Regions from separate parts of the Sus scrofa genome. Here all the other regions are linked to region 1. Evidence: chromatin contacts called from public Hi-C data. All regions are on one chromosome and are shown on one strand. Each heading gives the region's core, a stretch centred on a gene start, on an enhancer-like site or on the middle of the called end of the contact. The rest is flanking DNA. Distances are from core to core; before and after follow the strand shown. Region 1 holds the start of SF1 (splicing factor 1). Region 2 holds the start of CDC42BPG (serine/threonine-protein kinase MRCK gamma). Region 3 holds the start of RASGRP2 (RAS guanyl releasing protein 2).

Region 1 (3,880 bases), core at 410-2,909:
ACGCACAGTTTCAAGTAGTGAAATAAAGTGTTGAGGACATATATGTATATTACACAGTTGCCCATGAACACATTAACAGCCCCAGAGGCAATAAGAGCAGACTCAATATTCAGACAAGTCCATAAAACAACACTGGGACCTGCTGGCTCCTCCCACTTCCACCTCCCCACCTGTCACCTTTTGAAGGGAGCCAGAACACAACCAACCTTACGGTTACTAAGTGAAAAAGTTCCTTCAGCAAGATCACTTTCTTTCTAAGTTTAGCTAAGATCAGCGTTGAGTTTTCCTGGCCAGTTAGTTGGTCACTTAATGTCTAAAGGATACATCAAAAGGTCAACAAAAAACAAGCTACACAATAGTAGCCAAATCCTCCTACCCTAGTCCACAGGCAGAACTCCCTAGCACTTGGTTCACAAAAGTGTTCCACTTCTCAGGAGCTAGGCCTAAGGGGAAGCCTCAAGAGAGGAAGGCGGGTCAGACTTCTTTTAAGGTACATAAAGGAAGATAAGAAGGAGAATTTCCTTCCCCAAAATGAACCCCCCCACACACACCAAAAAACCGGACCCAACCATCCCCTAAAGACTTTCAATCTCTTTCATTCTCTGCAATGAAAACGCTGCCTTACTGTAGAAACAGAGGAGCTACTCTCTGTACTTTCCTCCCTTTACGACTCTTCTACAACCAGAAAAGGATGTTCCACGTCATCAGTTGACCCTTCCAAGCCCTCCAGACATGCACACCCAGCACCCCATCCACCCACTCGACCCCTCCACACCACTCCCCTACACTAGGAGTGGAGAACAAGAGAGCTCCCGCCAGATTTTAGTGGGGGCCTTAAGGCCCGGCCGCCACACTGCGCCTGCGCGCAACAAACCTCCTCCCGCCGTGCCCCCACCCCTTCCCCTACCGCGCGTGCGCACTCGAGGCCCGAGAACCAGGCCGCGCGCCCCGTGGCGCCTCCGCCCGGGCCTCCCCGTGCGCGCGCGCGCCCCTGCCGCGTGCAGCCGCCGTCGCCACCGCCGCGCGCCCCTCAGCCGGCCGGGCCCATCCGCGCGGCGCCTCTCGCGCTCTCTCGGCCCGACTCACCTCCTCCGCCGCCGGCCGGGCCCGGCTGCTGGTCCTGACGCGGCGGCTGGGGTGGCGGCGGCGGCGGCTGCGGTGGCGACACGCGCTGGTAGAGCGGCGGCGGAGGGGGCGGCTGCGGCGGTGGGTACGAGGAGCCCGGGGAGGGCGGCGGCGGCGGCGGCTGCTGGGGAGGCGGGGGGGCGGCGGCGGCGGCGGCGGCGGTGGCGGAGGCAGCGCCGCGAAGGGAAGGCCGCGGTCAGGGCCCCCACCGAGCCCACAGGCGGGGGCGGCGGCGGCCCGGGCACCAGCAGCCCCGCCCCAGGCCCGGGGGCAGGCGGTGGCCCCGGCTCGAAGCCCCCTTTGGGGCCGGGGATGGGGGGAAGGCCGGGGGGGCCGAGCTTACCCAGCGGCGTGGCGTTCGCTCCAGTCGCCATGGCGCCCCCGGGGACCGGCACCGGCGGCTCCTTTTCGGCGGCGACGGCTTCTCCTTCGTGACTCTTCCGAGGGGAGGGAACCTGACTGCGTTCCGCGGAGCGCGCGGATCCCGTCCTCTCACGCGGCGGGCGGGCGGCGGCGGCGGCGGCGGCGCGAGACGCACAAAGAGGGAGGAGAGAGGGCGCCGCGGGGGCGGGCCGGGGGCGACGGGGCCGGAGCCTGGATTGGCCCGGGCCGAGGCAAGGGGTCGAAATCTGCGGCCTCCGATTGGTGGAGCCTTAGCCCTTCTCGATGTGCGTTGGGATTGGCCGGACCGTTAGGCCTGGCGAGGAAATGGCGGCCGAGCCTGGCGAGCTGGGAGGTGTCGCAGCGCGCACTTCATTTGTTACTGCGCGGACTGAGCTCGGAGTCCAGAAAGGAGGGGATCGGGTGGGGCAAATTCTATGACGTGTGGGGCCAACAGCTCTATCATTGGCTGGAATTGATGGAGTCAATCAATCACGATTGCGTCGTAGTGTCATGGGATTGGCTGTCGCTGTTTCGATTCTTTCTCTACTCCCCTCCCACGGGGAGTAGTCTCGCCGGGTTTAAGCGAGAGGTCGCGCCGGAAAAGCCCAGGCCGAATGAGATTTAAGGTCGGGGAGGAGTGGAGCAAGAGCGCGCATGCGTAGATGGTCAGAGCCGCCTTTCAGGCCCTGGCTTCCCTGTCGATCTTCGGTCCGGCGCGGAAGCCCTAGATGACGTCAATCCTCGATTCCCATGGTAACCCGGAACCGAGGGACGGGGGAGGGGCTGGCGCGCGCCCGTAAACTTGATCCGTTGACGACTCAGGTAAAAGGAGACTTCCTGTTTTCTTTGAAAAAAATTAAAAATGGGGAAAAAAGCTACAAAGTAGAGTCCTACTAAGGGATTAAAAATGGTATCTGAGCCGATGGAGGTACAGGTATCTTAGATAGAAAGCAATATGAAGTTGTCAATTCCGAAAATTGGTTTACAGATACAGTGCATTGGAATTAGAATTCCCAACGTGATTGGGGTTGATTAAATCATGTCATATCAAATAATAACTATGGAAATAGTGGGGAAACTTGTAAATGAGGTTGAGAGGAGCTTGCTTTTCCAGAGGATACGCATATAAAAGATACAATAATGAAACAATGTGGTATTGTTGTGGGAAAGGCAAATTAGTGAAACAGAGAAGTCTGGAAAAAGATTCTCCAACAAGGCAAAGACTTAGCTAGTAAATGGTATAAAAAGTTCTAAATCTCAATAGTAAAACAGACATAGAAATTATCAGGGTCGGAGTTTCCTTCCTGGCTCAGCGGTTAACGAACCCGACTAGGAACCATGAGGATGTGGGTTCGATCCCTGGCCTTGCTCAGTTGGTTAAGGATCTGGCCTCGCCATGAGCTGTAGTGTAGGTTGCAGACACGGCTCCGCTCCTGTGTTGTTGTGGCTGTGGTGTAGGCCGGCAGCTGTAGCTCTGATTCGACCCCTAGCCTGGGAACTTCCATAGGCTGCAGTGTGGCCCTAAAAAAAAAAAAAAAAGAAAGAAAGAAATTACTAGTCATCTATAGGTAGAGTCTTTATGAAGACTTATGAAGACGAGAAACTCACATGAAAGATGTGGAGTTTGCATTGTGGCTCAGAGGTTTAGAAAACTGACTAGTATCATGGATGTGAGTTAGATCCCTGGCCTTGCTAATTGGTTAGGGATTGGGCAATGCCCTGAGCTGTGGTGTACGGTCACAGATGTGGCTCAGATTCCCCCATTGCTGTGGAGATGCAGCTCGGATTTGACCACTAGCCTGGGAACTTCCATATGCCACAGGTGCAGCCTTAAAAAAAGCAAAAATAAATAAATGAATAAATAAATAAAAGGGATATTTGATTACTCAAGAAAGTAACCCAATGATCGAAGTCAACAGACTATAACACTTAGGAAGATATTTGCTTTTTAGAGCCACGCCCGCTGCATATGGAAGTTCCCAATCTAAGGATCAAATTGGAGCTTCAGCTACCAGCCTATGCCAGAGCCACAGCAATGGGGATCCAAGCTACGTCTGAGACGACACCACAACTGGTGGCAATGCTGAGTTCTTAACCCACTGAGTGAGGCCAGGGATCGAACCCACATCCTCATGGATACTAGTTGGGTTCTTTTCTGCAGAGCCACAGTGGGAACTCCAAAAATATACCTTCCCTACATATCTAAAGAGCTAATATCTACAATATGCAAAAAAAGTCTTAAAAACTAGAAAAAAGGAGTTTGGAGTTCCCGTCATGGTGCAGCAGAAACGAATCCAACTAGGAACCACGAGGTTGCGGGTTTGATCCCTGGCCTTACTCACTCGCTGAGTGGGTTAAGGATCCGGCATTG
Region 2 (3,880 bases), core at 691-3,190, 63 kb after region 1:
GCTGCCGTGCGGCTTCCTGCCTCAGTTTCCCCCTGCCGGCGGGCCCGCTCCCTGCCAGCTGGGCAGGCCTGTGGGTGGGACGGAGAGCTGCTCCACAGGTTTATCAGGCAGAACCCCCACAGCAGGGGTGGTGTGGGAACCTCATTACAGACATTAATTGTCTCCTTCCCGGGTCCGTGTGTGTGGCTGCGGAGCCGCATCACGGGCCTCCGGGGGGGACTCGAAGCCAGGGCAGCTGCCCATCCACCAGACAGGGGCCAAAGCCTGGGGCCCACAGCCGGGAGAGCCCCCGGGCCCCCAGGACAGGCTGCCCAGTCCCCTCGCCTTGCCATAGGGATGGGGGGCTCTGGGCAGGAGCAGGGACACAGGGACAAGTTGGGGCAGGAGCAGAGTGAGTCACCGCCCTGAGAGTTACCTCAGGAGATGTCAACAGACAGGCCCCCACGCTGGGGTCCAAGGCAGAGGTGCCAGAGGCAGGGAGGGAGGAGCACACGTGTGCGTGGGCATCACGGGAGTGATGACAACACAGTCAGACACACACACACACACACACACACACACACACACACGGTGCAGGACTTTCAGGCAGACTGGCAGACAGCAGAGGCAGGGGTCCTCTGGCTGCCCTCATCCTAGGGGAAATGGCTGGGGCCCAACTCTCTGGCCCCCAGCCATGCCAGCCCGGGCCTGGTGCCTGCTTTCAGGAATGCTAGTCGCCCACTGGGCAAACACTCACCCACCCCACCCTCCAGGTCAGGCCCCCATGCCCTCCCTCCATGGCCTGTCTGGGTGTGACCAGAGCCCAGGGCTGGCACCAGTGCCCATGTTGGGTACAGGGTCACGCGGGGCCAGCCACTCCTGGTGACTCAGATGATTCAACCCCAGGAAGAGGTGCAGACCCACCTCCAGCCAGGGCCCCTGCTCCAGCCCAGGAAACAGCCCTCAGGAAGCCCGGCCAGTCACTTGCACACAAAAGGTCTGAGGTTGGTTCCTGCGTCCAGTCTCGGGGGGGTCTTGTGTGCAGGGAAATGGAAGGGGTATGTGTGTTGGGGATGTGTGCAAGTGTGCACTATCTATGGATAGTGAGTGGATAGTGCGTAACAGACAAGTGTGTAACAGAGCCAGCGGGGTGGGTGGTCGGCAGGAAAGTGTCTTCCCTGGGTCTCTCCAGGGAAGTGTCTCAGCGTGTCCATGTGTAAGGTGGGAGCCTGAGAAAGCATGTGTGTCAGTAGGTCCCAGGGGTCTGCGTGTGACAGTGTGTTCTTGTGGGTCATAAGATGTGACATGTGAGCAGGGAATCCTGGCCGTGACTTTGGGCGGAGTGTGTTTTGTGTACCTGTGTCTGGGGTCTTTACCAAGGTTCTGGTTGTCTGTGAGATGTGTTGTGCACATGTGCCGGGTTCTAGGAGTGGGTACAAGTGTGTGTATGAATCCGAGTAGGATAAAGTAAGCAGGTGACCGGGAGGTCTGGGGGCACCTATCAGGGCTAGTGCACGTCATCCGCCAGGGGCAGCGGGGGCGGGGGTTGGGGGCGGAGGGAACCTGTGGGGGTGCGGCTTCCCGCGGGAGGGTCTGTGGGCGTGGGGCGCAGAGGGAGAGGCTCTGGAGCGGTATCCCTGGGGCCACCCCCCGCACCGTCCCGCCGGGGCCACTCACCCCAGTTCAGGAACTGCGCCACGTTGCGCTCCCGCCGCAGGGGGGCGCTGCTGAGCTCGTGGTGCAGCCCCAGCAGCAGATCCAGGAGGCCGTCGAGCCCCGGGCCGCCGCCGGCCTCGCCCCGCGCCAGCCGCTCCAGCGCGCGCAGCCGCCGCTCCATGGCTGCGGCCGGAGCCCCGAGCCCGGGCTAAAGTCGGGCCGCCCGCATGCCCGCCCGTCGGTCCGTCCGTCTGTCGGTCCGCGGGTCGGTCGGCGAGTCTTCCCCCACCCTCCCGCCCTCCCCGCTGTCACCTTCCTCTGCTGCCGCCTGCGCGCCCTCACCTGGGCGCCGCACCCCGCCCTCCGCCCCGCCCCCCGACGGACGGCACAGGTGTGCGCCGGCCAATGGGCTCTGCGACTGGAGGTGAAGGCGCGCGGGGGCGGGGCCAACTCCGGGCCAGGAAGTGGGGGGGCGGGCCCCGAAGAGTAACTCCTGGGCGGGGCGGAGCAAGGAGGGGGGCGTCCCATCGCGGCCCGGACGGCAGTCGGGGTTCTCTCGTGGCGCTAGATTCGGCCCTCCCCGGGCCCTCGCTGGCCCTTATCCTAGGTGGGGGATGCCCAGGGCACTGCAGCTTCCCTCGCCCCCTGGGGCAGGGGCTACCTCTCCCTCAGCGCGGGGAGAGGGGCTGGGGATGCCTGCGGCCCCGGAGCCGGATGGGAGTTGTAGTCCGCTCCCTCCCCGGGATGCCGGCCGCTCAGCACCTCCCTCCGAAAAATTGGCTTGTTTCTCATTCATTTTGTTTGCATAGTTACAGACGACCTGGGAGACGGGGAGATGAGGCAGAGATGGTCACATCCATTTGGCAGATGGACACGCTGAGGCTGGGGAAGGACGAAGGCGAATTGGGAGGCTGGGTGGAGGGAAGCCCGGCAGCTAGAGTGGCGTGGAGCTGGGCTGGTAACTCCACCACAGGCAGGACCTGCGCCTGCCTGGAACTTGAGGGCCAAGGAGAGGTCGAGGCTGGGCTGGAGGAGGTGGGAGAGGGGAGGGACTGACTCTGACCAGTGGTATTTCTGACTTCTGCCCAGCTGTCTCCAGCTGGGCTGGACCAGAGGCCCTGGGGCTGCGGGGCTGTCCAAGAGGAGGGATCAAAGGAGCATTTTAGTGGCTTTAGACAACACATTCTTCCACTAAAAGATCTCCAAGATCTCTTGCTGCCTCCGCCCTCAGATTGGGAACCTTCTTGAGTCCAGACAGGGTTCGTTTGCTAGTGTTGAGGGGGGAGGTGCTCTGTCAGTGTCTGCGCAGCTGAACTGAGCATCTCCGGCAGCACTCAGGGGGCCTCCAGAGGGTCTCCCATTTGATCTCAAGACCTGCCCTGTGGCTTCAGAGCCCAAAGTCTGTGCAGTGGTCTGCTTCACCCAAATCAGTCAGGGGAGGGAAGGGGAGTCAGGACCCAGACTTAAATCTGGGGATGTTGTCATTGTCTCTGTGTCTCCTGGGAGGGAGTGGGGGACAGGGATGGGCGTGGTGTGCGGAACCCTCCCGGCTCTCACCTGAAGCGTTCTAGGCCCTCCCTAAGGAGGCGGGGCAGAGTTCCCACGAGAAACGTTCCCACCCTCTATGACCACAGGGGGGCGCCAGAGACCAGGTGCTCAGGACAGGACCACGTTCCCGGTTTCTCAGGGAACTGGAGGTAGGGAAAGGGTCCTGGGTGGAAGATGGACCTCTGCCTCTCTCTGTCATCCTGACCCCCCGCCCCACCCCATCACGGCTCCAGGGGCCAATAGTCAAGGGCCAACTGGTGAGGCTCGTGGGTCCCAGCTCACTCCCTGTGTGCTGTGACCCTTAGCCTCTCTGAATGCCAAGTTCTCAAACAAGTCCATTCCCTGGCCCTTTAGACTTTGTCCTCACCTAGTACAGCAGAGGGAAACTGAGCCTCAGACAGCAAAATCTGAATCCTGCGGGATCTTCATGGGGCAGAGCTGGCACTCGCCCCCCTCCCCGGCCCATCTGGTATGTGATTCTCTTTGGTCCTGTGTTCATTTTTGTCACATCCTTTTTCCAAGCCTCAGTTGCCTTGCCTGTAAAAGGGGGTTGGATCCCCTGCCCTTTTCTTTGCAGTCGTAAAGTTAGAATTCCCCTCAAGACTCATTGTGTATGTGAACCCCTCAGCCTTGACCAGCAGCCAGTCCTGCCCTGCTATCAGAAGCAGTTCTGGGAGTTCCCATCATGGCTCAGCAG
Region 3 (3,880 bases), core at 486-2,985, 34 kb before region 1:
CCCAAGGCAAGCCCTTCTCCCACCATTCCTTGGGACGGTGGCTCCCCGAAAAGGGGGAAAGAGCCTCAAAATGGGGCTCCCCTCACCCAGCTCTTTACTTTCCGCCCCCCCCCCCCGGGCAGATCAGAAGACAGGACCCGGGCCAGGACCGGGAAGGGGCAAGCCCGGGGCAGCCCACCCACCATGGACAGGGCCAGCGTTCGAACCCACACGTCCAACTTCCAGAATGGGCTAGTTCAGGCCAGTCTGAAGCCTGAGAGAGTGGAGGAGAGGACAGAGACCCAAGAGGAAGACTCACCTGACCAGATGGCACGTTTTCACCTGCAGCGAACTGGAGTTGTCCTTCCGGGATTGTTGGTAGGTGAAGGAGAGTTAAGGAAAACAAGGATGGGGCCTTACCCTAGCAAGGGAGCCAGGGATGGGACCCGGGTTCTGGAGGGAGGCTGAGGGCAGCGACTGATTCTGGGAGAAACTCTGGGGGTGAGGTCTGGGGCCCGGTGAGGCTCAAGCTCCAGAAACAGGCTGAAGGCAGAGGCGAGCTTTGTGAGGGTACATGGGTGGAAAGGGGGCTAGGCTCTGGGAGAGGCTGAGAGCGGGACCTGGGTTCTGGGAGCAGGGACAGGTCCTAGGCTGTAGGGAAGGGGAGGGCGAGGCCTAGGTTGGGGGGCAGGGGGCGGGGCCTTAGTCCTGAGGGGCGGGAAGGGGTGGAGCCTATGCCCTCGAGGGAGCCTGGGCCAATCCCAGGACGTGGGAGGGGCCCACGATCTAGGACCCAAGCCCATCCTCTACCCCCACTGGGCAGCGGGGCGGGCGGAGCTAGTTTATGGACTCGGACCGCAGGGCCCTTGGCGTGGATGGCGAAGGATATATGTGGAGCAGTTTCGCCGCCAGCTGAGAGGAAGGGATGTACCAGGGGTGCATCATGAGGAACATACGCACCAGCTGCGGGTCCCGCACCTTCCCGGAGTCATCTAACTCCGAGGGGTCAAAGAGAAGCGAGGTGACCCTTGGTCCAGCAGCCGTGGTCCCTAAACCCTAGCCCGCAGCCTGCCGGGTATCTGGCCCTGGCCATCTCCCGCCTTCCCAAAGCTCCAAAACCAGGAGGCAGATTATAAAGACAAGGTCAGTTGGGAGAGGGATAAGGCAGGATCCAAGGAGAGAAGCGTCAGAGTGGGGCTCGCAGTCCGGAGGGGAACCAGCTGGGGCGGAAGAAGCCTGGGTTCCCCGGGGTCAAGAATCCAGAGGTCATTTCCTGAGTGCTGGGGGAAAGGGGCACCCCCTCACCAGATAAACCGCCCCCCATCAGCCGGAAACAGCTCCCAGGCCGGAGATAGCCAGTTCCTCCGGATCCCCCAGGGACACAGATACTGTTCCTCTGTGTGTCAGAGTCTGGGGACCCTGTCCCTCCCTTCAACCCTGGCATAATAAGGAAGGGACACATTTCATCTTTCTGCAGCATGTGGATCTCTCTGCCCTGTGATGAAGAGGAGACTTTCCCTAGAGGCTTTGGCACGAGGAACTGGGTGGGTCCGGGACAGAGGTCTGCCCTGGGAGGCAGGAGCCCGGGTTCAGGCTCCCGGCTGGGCTCAGGCTGGGTGTGTCCTCCGGTGCCACTCACCGAAAGCTTCGATGCAGCCACGGAGCAGCTCCTCCACGGTGCAGCCCTTGTCCAGGTCTAGGGTGCCCGCCATGGCCGCCGGCGGGGTAGGCTGGGCCAACTTGCGCTCCGGGAGCCTCCCACGGGGCTCGGACCGGACCCCTGTCCGGAGACAGGCAGAGCGGGAGTGTGAGGAGGCGCGGGCCGGGCGTGCGGCCCCGTGGGCAGAAACGGGGCGGGGCGTGCACGCCCCCTGCTGGGCAGGGGCGGAGTCGTCCGCCGCGGCCACTCCCGGGGTTAAACGGTCTGGTCCGGGATGGTGCAACCCACCAGTTGGGAAACAAACCGGCCGAGAAGCTTCCGGCCCACCCTTGGAGTCGCGGGAGGACTGAGGGACTCCCCGGGGATGGAGACGAGTCAGGACTCTGGGGGCTGGGTGGTGTCGCAGCCCCCTCTCCCCGTAGGCCCTCTCGTCCTCAAGTCCTCTCCCCAGAGGCACCTGCAGCACCCCGCAGCCCGGTTCTGCGCCCCTCCCGCTTCCCTCCCTCCACAGCTTCCCTTCCCCCGCAGGGTTATTTTGGGAACCCAGAGCCTGAGGGGACCTCGGAGGAATTTCTCCCTGGGATGAGAGGGGGGAGGAACCCAGGCGTCCTGCCCGCGTCGCCCCCTCTCGGGCTCCCAGGAAGGGGAGGCGGGGCTGTGGCAGCCCCCAGGGGCCTGCCCTTAGGAGGGGGGCTGGAGTGGAAAGGAACATTCCTGGGAGGGGGGGCGTGGGGGGGGGAGCCCGCTGCGGCTCAGAGGCGTCAGCGGGAAGCCTGAGCCTGGGAACCGCGCGCTCCCAAGCCACCTCCTCCGTGACGGCCCCAAGGATCCCGGCTCAGCCCTTCCGCAGGCCATCTTCATCCTCAGCCCCGACTCCTGACCCAGGCTCCCATACTGCACAGTCGAACTGAATGCACACACAGGCCGTCCACACTCGGGCACGCAGAGTAGGGTGGCCAGAAGGGGGCGCTAGTGCCGTGGGGGGTGAAGTGTGCCTGGTGGAGAGACTCCACCGGCAACTCCAGTCACTGGCAGAGTCAGACGCACCCGTGCAAGAGCAGACACCCATTCCATATACCCAAGGCCAGGAACCCCCCACTGGGGTGCCAGAGTTCTGAGGTTCACAAACAGCCCGGCCTCTGACAATTTCCTCCCATCCTCTCTCACACACACAATGGCCCTCAAACCGCGCACACCTGCACGAAGGAACCCCCGCACACATACCGAGCTCTCAACCCCAAAATGCAAACCCGCTGAAGGGGCCGGCTTCCGGACCTGCTGTTCACTAGAGCCAGGCCAGCCTGGAGCTCTGCAGCCACGACAGCACTGACATCCACACACGTGTGCACACACGCAAGACCGTGCACCTACACGCATGTACACTCTCCCACACATGAACACACCCCGTGGGTGCACACACACGCCCATTTCGCCCCCGCCCCCTTCATCTGCAGTATAGGACCAGCCCTGCGGTCCCAGCTCCCTGACAGTCCTCACCCCTGGACGCTGGCAGAGCCGTGCCTCACCGAAGGTACCCCGCCCCTACACATACTCCCCCAGGCCTGGGGTGGGAAGCCAGGGGCTCCTCTATGGAGTTCTCTGGTAGACTTTTCCTAGGAGCCACCCAGAGACATCGCCGCCTGGTTCTGCCGCTTCCTCGCTGTGTGACCTTGAGAGTCACTTGGCCTTGTACAGCCTCAATTTTCTCATCTGTCAAATGGGGGGGTCCGCCGGGGAAGGTCCCGCTGAGACGCGGCTAGGAAGACCTGGGTACGCTGCAGATGCCAACCCCTCCCGCCGTTGTCCGGGGAGCTTCGGCTCTCTCTGCAGGTCCCTCCTACCCCCGACTCGGGCTGCAAACTCCCCACCTACCAACCCACCCGCCGCCCCCAGCCCGCCTGCGCGGCCTTCCGGGGCCCTAGGGGCCGGGCCTCCGCTGCCCGGCGCCCCGCCCGCGCTCGCTCACTCACACTTGGGACCCGCGGCAAGGAGCCCGCACCCGGCCCGGCTGGCGCCACCTCTGTGCGCTCCCGCCCGCCGACCTCGCTGCGGCTGCGACTCCCGCCCGCTTTCCGCGCCGCAGCCCTGCTCCCCGCCGCCCCGCCCCCGCGCCGCGGCCGCCCCCTCCCCTCCCTCCCCGCCCCTCCCGCCCCAGCGCCGGGCTCCGCACCGCCGGCTGCACCTCCCCCATCGGGGGCTCCCTCGCGCCCCGCACACGGCGGTCCCTGCGGCAGCTTAACC

What was found. Hi-C and Micro-C count contacts between places; a contact is called where the count stands out from the background.
Region 2: a Hi-C map of liver shows a contact between it and region 1, with 3 times the contacts expected there. The contact joins the promoter of CDC42BPG here to the promoter of SF1 in region 1. A contact is called at or near these places in 1 of 5 promoter capture datasets (liver), 4 of 47 Hi-C or Micro-C datasets (embryonic fibroblasts, fetal liver, liver and 1 more) and 1 of 2 datasets of contacts at active chromatin or transcription factors (skeletal muscle).
Region 3: a contact with region 1 is called in a Hi-C map of skeletal muscle, with 4 times the contacts expected there. The contact joins the promoter of RASGRP2 here to the promoter of SF1 in region 1. A contact is called at or near these places in 8 of 47 Hi-C or Micro-C datasets (blood, brain, heart right ventricle and 2 more) and 2 of 2 datasets of contacts at active chromatin or transcription factors (alveolar macrophages and skeletal muscle).

Annotation. Positions count from the first base shown.
Region 1 is chr2:7,389,074-7,392,953 of Sscrofa11.1, reverse strand. SF1 (splicing factor 1) reads right to left here and starts at 1,659. Exons shown (of 15, transcript XM_003122587.5): 1 at 1,316-1,659; 2 at 1,252-1,313; 3 at 1,087-1,249. The coding sequence starts at 1,499.
Region 2 is chr2:7,326,291-7,330,170 of Sscrofa11.1, reverse strand. CDC42BPG (serine/threonine-protein kinase MRCK gamma) reads right to left here and starts at 1,940. Exons shown (of 38, transcript XM_013994135.2): 1 at 1,657-1,940. The coding sequence starts at 1,816.
Region 3 is chr2:7,422,660-7,426,539 of Sscrofa11.1, reverse strand. It overlaps RASGRP2 (RAS guanyl releasing protein 2), which reads right to left and starts at 1,735. Exons shown (of 17, transcript NM_001244158.1): 1 at 1,619-1,735; 2 at 869-971; 3 at 299-361. The coding sequence starts at 1,691.